2 separate regions of the Mus musculus genome follow, and region 1 is linked to region 2. The links are chromatin contacts, called in public Micro-C maps. All regions are on one chromosome and are shown on one strand. Each heading gives the region's core, a stretch centred on a gene start, on an enhancer-like site or on the middle of the called end of the contact. The rest is flanking DNA. Distances are from core to core; before and after follow the strand shown. Region 1 has its middle 99 kb from the start of Gm38773. Region 2 has its middle 32 kb from the start of Gm38773.

What was found. A called contact is a pair of places that touch in the nucleus more often than the background predicts.
Region 1: a Micro-C map of macrophages shows a contact between it and region 2, with 2.8 times the contacts expected there. The contact joins two enhancer-like sites. A contact is called at or near these places in 4 of 484 Hi-C or Micro-C datasets (B cells, the HPC-7 cell line, embryonic stem cells and 1 more) and 2 of 115 datasets of contacts at active chromatin or transcription factors (bone marrow-derived dendritic cells and embryonic stem cells).

Annotation. Positions count from the first base shown.
Region 1 is chr6:22,489,307-22,492,436 of GRCm38.p6, forward strand. No RefSeq gene overlaps it. Among named protein-coding and RNA genes, the nearest start is that of Gm38773, 99 kb to the left of the region's middle. Within about 2 kb of position 1,650, at least 7 of the 459 cell types and tissues checked have an H3K27ac peak or open chromatin away from gene starts, as enhancers often do. A contact at or near this core is called in macrophages, where this site is marked.
Region 2 is chr6:22,422,263-22,425,753 of GRCm38.p6, forward strand. No RefSeq gene overlaps it. Among named protein-coding and RNA genes, the nearest start is that of Gm38773, 32 kb to the left of the region's middle. Within about 2 kb of position 1,524, at least 90 of the 459 cell types and tissues checked have an H3K27ac peak or open chromatin away from gene starts, as enhancers often do. A contact at or near this core is called in macrophages, where this site is marked.

The DNA.
Region 1 (3,130 bases), core at 400-2,899, 67 kb after region 2:
AATTATTAACAGTATATTACATACCAGGATTATTTGATGACTTTTTTTCTAAGTAAAAACAACCTTTATAAATTATATGAAATATGTAGTTTTGAAAATAACAGTAGCTTTTACAGTATCTGTCTTTTGTCTCTACATTTTCCTATTGCCATTAATCTTCATGTTATAGAAACAACTAAACTTCCTTGCCAACAGCGCTTCTTTGGGATAATAGTGTTACCTCTTTCAGACCTCCGAGTTTTGAGAATCATCAGCAACTATCTCATATACATTTGAAGTGTTAGCCTTCTTTGGAACTCTTTTTGTCGGGCTGTGATGCCAGCTTGAAACCACTACAATCAGCTACTGGCGGAGTGCATCATGATCAGTCAAGGAGCCCACAGGAGAGGACGGTGCTGGGCAGGTACGCTTGGGTGCAGCTTCTGATGGCATTGCCGAAGCAACACTGAGGCCATGCCAGTGGACTGAGTCAGGAGTTTCAGAGTTTTAAAACAAAATGGATTCATGAAATTGCTACCCCAAGACTAAGAGGAAAAACAGTTACATAGAAGTGTATAAATGAATGGACAATAATTTGGTTAAAATCTTGCCCATTCTCCCCAGTTCTATGCTCTGGCTCTAAGGAGCCTTAATAAACTATACTCTATAGCAACTTAATGCATTGCATTTTGTATAGAGAAATACAGTGTATCTAACTTTTATTAATTTATTTTGTTCTTAGGACATCAAAGCTACACACTTAGTAGATTCAAGGACTGCTCTCTTTGTTACTGACAAGACATAGTTGGAAGCCTTGCTTATGTACCTAAGACTGTGTCTGCCGAGTTGGGATGCTTATGAATTCCGTTTGGAAAAACTGTTCTGAAACCCTTGGTTTTAGGGCCCGTAGGTGCTTCGTTGGCCTTCAAGTTGAATTAGAAAGGCTACTTTTTGGTAGTTCCCTGAACCTCCGGACATTTGGGGATCTTAAGAAAAGGATAGATCTATCTGGTGATGGACCTACGATTTGGTTACCTGTCACAAGGGGTATATGACAGCCCGACCTAGAGTATCCAAGGACAGCTTTCTGCAAAACAAGCTTATTAAAGATGCAGTAAGCTCCCATTTTTTTCTATACTGTGCAGAGAACCAGGGCAAATCCAATAAAACAGAGACCAGATTATTTTATAATCAAGAATAGTTTTGATGTTATCCTCAATCAAAACATGGCATGTAGGAGATAATGTTAATTTCAATAGAACATTAGAGCAGACGTGTTTGGACAATCAGATTTAGAGAACAGTTCCCTTGCCTTTTGACCTACTTTGTCCCCTTTTGTAAATTACATTTAACTCATAGATAAGGAAACTGACGTGTGTTTGGTTGAGATTTCATTTTGATTTATTTCCCCATTATTGGAAAACTAATTTTGTCCCTTGTGATTAGATGTGACCTTCTTATCGAGACCGAGCTTGCCAACCTTAACAAATTTTCGGTTTTTCCAATTTTCTTCTGAATCAATCAATGTTTCCAAGTTTCTCCCTCTTTGTTGTTTGTGGTCACTGAAAACAAAACTATGAGTACCCAAAGAACTCCCACGGTCTCTAGGTTGCTTGTGGATGACCTTTCACCCCCAGAGATATGCTATGAAGCAATCCTGGAAGCAAAATGCAGCTGACCGACTACAAGCTTACAGGACTGACTCATCGTCACTGAAACCCAAACATGGACTGGATTGATCCTGGGGCAAGCCACTGTCATAGCCATAAACACACCACACACACGCACACACACACACCCACACACACTCCACCATCCATTTGCAGCACCCTGCTTTTGCATGCTCTCAACAAAAGAGCCACCGAGGCTCAGCAACATCCTCAAGATCATCCACTGAACTGTAAGAGGCTCAGTTGGACGTCCTCCATGATAAAGTATCCATTGAGGCTTGCACCCACAGGGCCGAACACCGTCAGAGTCCAATTTTGATTTGTTAATTCAGTCCTTTGATGTGAAGGCCCCCACAAACGCTACCATAGAACTCAAGATTCTTGGGACTATAGGCATGTGCCACCATGCCTAGCCTAAGCCACCATATTTAAAGATGCCTGGTCTTTAGCTCTCACACAATAGGCCCTCGTCACTACCTCTCAGGAGAATCATTAACAAAGTTCACAGAGGCATTTCTTATTTATTTATTTTTATTTTATTTTGAATCACCTCCTATATAAGCCTTTTCAGAAGAGGGCAAGCCAGAATGGTCACGTTTGTTAAGTGTACTCTATCAAAGTAAAACATATTGAAAGTGTCCAGTCCTTTAAGCTTAGAGTTTGAGTGAACCCGAATCAACACAATAAGCATGCTGAGGTTGGAAAGAACTCTCAGTACATAAGGAGGTTTCCGCCCACCCTTGTCCAGTCCTGGGGCTCACAGACTGGAAGGAGAAAATGGATCTCACAGGTTGTCTTCTGACATTCTCATGTATGCTGGGCCTGTGGTGTTTGTGAGACATGTGGATGTGTATGCACACACACACACACACACACACACACACACACACACACACACAGAGTGAAAGAGGTAATATGTAATAAAATACTTTTAAGTAAGGAAATTGAAGATATATGTGTGTGTATATATTACCTCTTTCACTCTCTGTGTGTGTGTGTGTGTGTGTGTGTGTGTACGGAACACACTCTGTAGACTGGGCTGACCTTGAACTCACAGAGATCCACCTTCCCCAGCTTCTTGAGTGCTGGGATTAAAGATGTGCCACCATTGCTCAGATGAAGTTTCAGTCTTATAAGGAAAGTGCTCTGAGACAACAAAACCAGTTTTGACTCTCCTGGTTCTCTTCCTACCTCTTTCTTCCAATAGTGCCAAGCCTGCCGTTTTATCTCACACTAACACTACTTTATAGACCGAGCAAGCTATTGCTTGATTCTAGAATTGATAATAAGAATCAATCCAATTATTTCCCCCTTTGTTTTTCAGTTATATAAAAATGTTTAATGACGTTTATATATTTACTTGTATGTGTGCATGTCCCACTGTCAAAAGGCGCTTCTCTGGCCAAGGCTGAAAGCTGCACTAGTCTAAGGGTGTCATCATAAATATTTAGAAGGCATTTTAATGACATTTGTTCAGGAAA
Region 2 (3,491 bases), core at 274-2,773:
GTAGCCTTGTTGGAGGTAGTGTGCCACTGGGGATGAACGCTGAGGTTTCAGAAGCCCAAAACAAGCCAAGTGTCACTCTCTTTTCCTTCTGCCTGCCAGTCCAGATGTCGAACTCTCAGCTACCTCTCCAGCACCATGCCTGCTTGTATGCTACCATGCTTCTTACCATGATAACAATGGACAAAACCTCTGAACTGTAAGCCAGCCCAAGTTAAATTCCTTACTTTATAAGAGTTGTTGTGGTCACGGTGTCTCTTCACAACATTAAAAACCCAAACCCTAAGACAGAAGTTGGTGTCAGGACTCAGGTATTGCTGTGATAGGCTGGACCATGCTTTTCTTTTGAGGAATATGGAACAATTTGGGATTTTGGGCTAGAAAAGCAGTTGAACATTTTAAGTGGGGCTTAATGAGCTTGGAGGACAGTGGTGCTGAGGGTGATCTGAAGTGTGGGGGATCTGGGTCAAGAGGTTTCAGGTGAGAATAATATTGCTATGTAGCCTAAAGACTGATCTTGTGATGATTTGGCTATTTTGATGTTTTCTGATATTTTAGATATTTGGAAGGATGTGGCTGCTTTCTGCCCTAGTCCAAAAAATCTGCCCAAGGCTAAGTTGAAGAGTTTTTGGATTAATGACATAGGTAGAGGAGATTTCAAAACAGTCTATCTTTTACTGTATAGAGTGGTCTTTAGTAGCCAGTCTCATGCAGATCTATAGTAAAAAGGAGCAAGCTGAACAAGGAAACATAAAATGTCCAGTTGGAAGAGAAAAAGGGCGTAGATTAAAGAAAAAGCCTGATGCTAAGAGGAGTAAAAGGAGCGGTGACCTCAGAGCAAGACCCCGTCCAGCTAAGCATCCAGCTGGTGAAAGGACTAAAGGAAAGCATAGAGTTAGCTGTGGTGGTGCCCACCTTCAATCCCAGCACTTGCAAGGCAGAGGCCTTCAGATCTCTGAGTTCAAAGTCAGCCTGGCCTACGGATCAAAGATCAAGTCCCAGGACAGCCAGTGTAAACAGTTCCTGAGAGGCTTTGCCTAGTATTCTTATCAGTATGAGATTTCCACAGAATTCTCTCTCTCTTTATCTCTCTCTCTCTCTCTTTCTGTGTGTATCTGTGTCTGTCTGTCTCTCACAAAACTCCCAATGGAATTCTATGTTTATGTGTATGTGTGTATCTGTGGGGAGGCACACATGTGTGTGAGCTCCCATCTGTCTCGTCTGTCTGTGTGTCTGTCTGTCTGTCTCCTACAAAACTCTTCAATTAGAGCCAGTCTTTTCTACTTCCCTTCTTCCCTTTGTTCCTCCCTCCCCCCACTTCCCCTTTCTTTCACCTTGGTTTCTTTTCTTGTCTTTTTCTTTTTCCTTATTGTTTAATTTTTAACTCCGCCCACCTCCCACCCCCCCACCCCCCATTTTTGCCAGAAGCAGCTGTCTAACCACAAGTTTCCTCACAGTTTTCATTTCCCTGTACACACAGACTGGCAACCGAATGAATTATCAATCCACCCTGAAAACTGTGACAGGAACCCGGCTGTTGGATACGTAACAGCTGATTACTATAGTGTACTCATTACAGACACACCACTCTTGAGATAATGTTATTGAGGTCCCTGCTATTTTATAACTTTATAGTTTTAAGTTGACTGTGCCAAGATCTGTTAACGTCATCAATGTACTTTGTAAATTTAACATGTCCATCAAACTAATAACATTGTGTCAGTCTTGAACTTGTGTTCTTAGTAAAGAATTGTCCCCAAGTGGAGATTAAATAAGAGAAAGTACAGTGTGTGTTTGCCCTGTAGCACATAGATTGCTCATGTTGATACTAATAGAAAAATAGATAAAATTTGCAATGGGGAATAGGGAAGCCAGTGAAAGAATTCACCCTTCAGGCCAGTAGAAAGAAGAGTTCATTTAGCAGGGTGGAAAGAGTCATGTCGTTCCCCACCCCCACCCCCCTTAGCACCTTGCTTTCAGTCCTTCAAATCTTTTCTAGTTGACTCCTGTTCCAAACACCCCCGTTCACTGTTCTAAGGACTCCTCCATGATGTCGGAGAGCTGAGAAGATGGCTCCACCCTCAGCACTGTTTCCTGCTGTTGCTCTTTCTGTTACTGTATGTTTTGTGGTTCTGTAGCTTCTTTCCGTTCTGGTTACCACATGTAGAACAATGATTCTAACACGATATATACCCGATCTAGAAGTCTCTTCTGAGCTATAGACTGACAGCCTAAACTACTTATAAAGTATCTCAGAAGTCTCCTAAAACTTAGGTGTATTTAGCAGAAGTTCCCCCTTTCTAGTCAACGCCTAAGTCTAGGGAGAGGGTTCAGGAGATAAAATCGCTCACCGAGTAAGCTTGATCACCTGAGCTCAGATGCTCAGAAACCATGAAGAGCTGGATGCTGTAACCCAAGTCTGTTATCCTCGCACTCCTATTAGTATAGCCAATTTAAGCTTATCCCCACCTAGCCTACAAATAAATGAGACTCAGACTATGGTTATTTTATTTGGCTTTGTCAATTACTGGGGGGAGATAATCCTAAATCTGGTTTTCTAGCTGTTGGCCTGGCCACCTCTCAGCAGTGGACCCCTGATACTTGTTTTTCCTGGCCTTGTGCTCACAGTTCCTCTCCCCTCACCGTGGCTTCCTCCTCCTCACCTGTTTTGTCTTATCTTTTCTTTTTTTTTCTCCCTCTTTGGTCTTTTCTCACTCCTCCCTCTTCTCTACCCCCAACCAGGTAACTCAAAATCCACTTACCACCAATCCTTCCAGTAATTGGCTGTAGCCAATTTTATTTAAGCAATAGCTATAAATCTTGGATAAAAGTTTACATAACAAAAGCTTATAACCTTGAGAATTTACTCATATGCCTAGACCTTTGCTATAGAATTTAGCATTACAATACATAACAACAAACCTCAACTCTCCTGTGTCAAGACCTGAGACATAAACAGAAGAATTCCTTCAGGACCTAGTGTGCCAGTTACCCTGGAGTTCATAGTACAGAGGCAAACAGGAGAGACTCTGCCTTAAATGTAGATGGGGAGCACTAACACCAGAGCTTGTCCCCTGACGTTCACATTGTCCTAGGCAGTGTTCTATAGTTGTGAAGAGACACCACTCGAGCAAGACAACTCAAAGAAGAATTTTTAATTGGGGACTTGCTTATGATTTCAGAGGTTAGCATGATCATCATGGAGGGAAGCAGACAGGCATGGCATAGAACTGAGAGCTTTACATAATGATCTGTAGCACCAGGTAGAGAGGGAGAAGGACAGGAGGAGGGAAGGAGGAAGAGGGAGAAGGACAGGAAGAGGGAGAGGGAGAGGGAGAGGGAGAGGGAGAGGGGAGGGGACTGGCTTGGTGTGGGCTTTTGAAACCTCTGAAGCCACTCCCAGAGACACATTTCCTCTAAAAGGGAATCACACCTCCTAATCCCACCAGTTGTAACCAAGCATTTAAATACATGAATCTATAGGGGTTATTGTC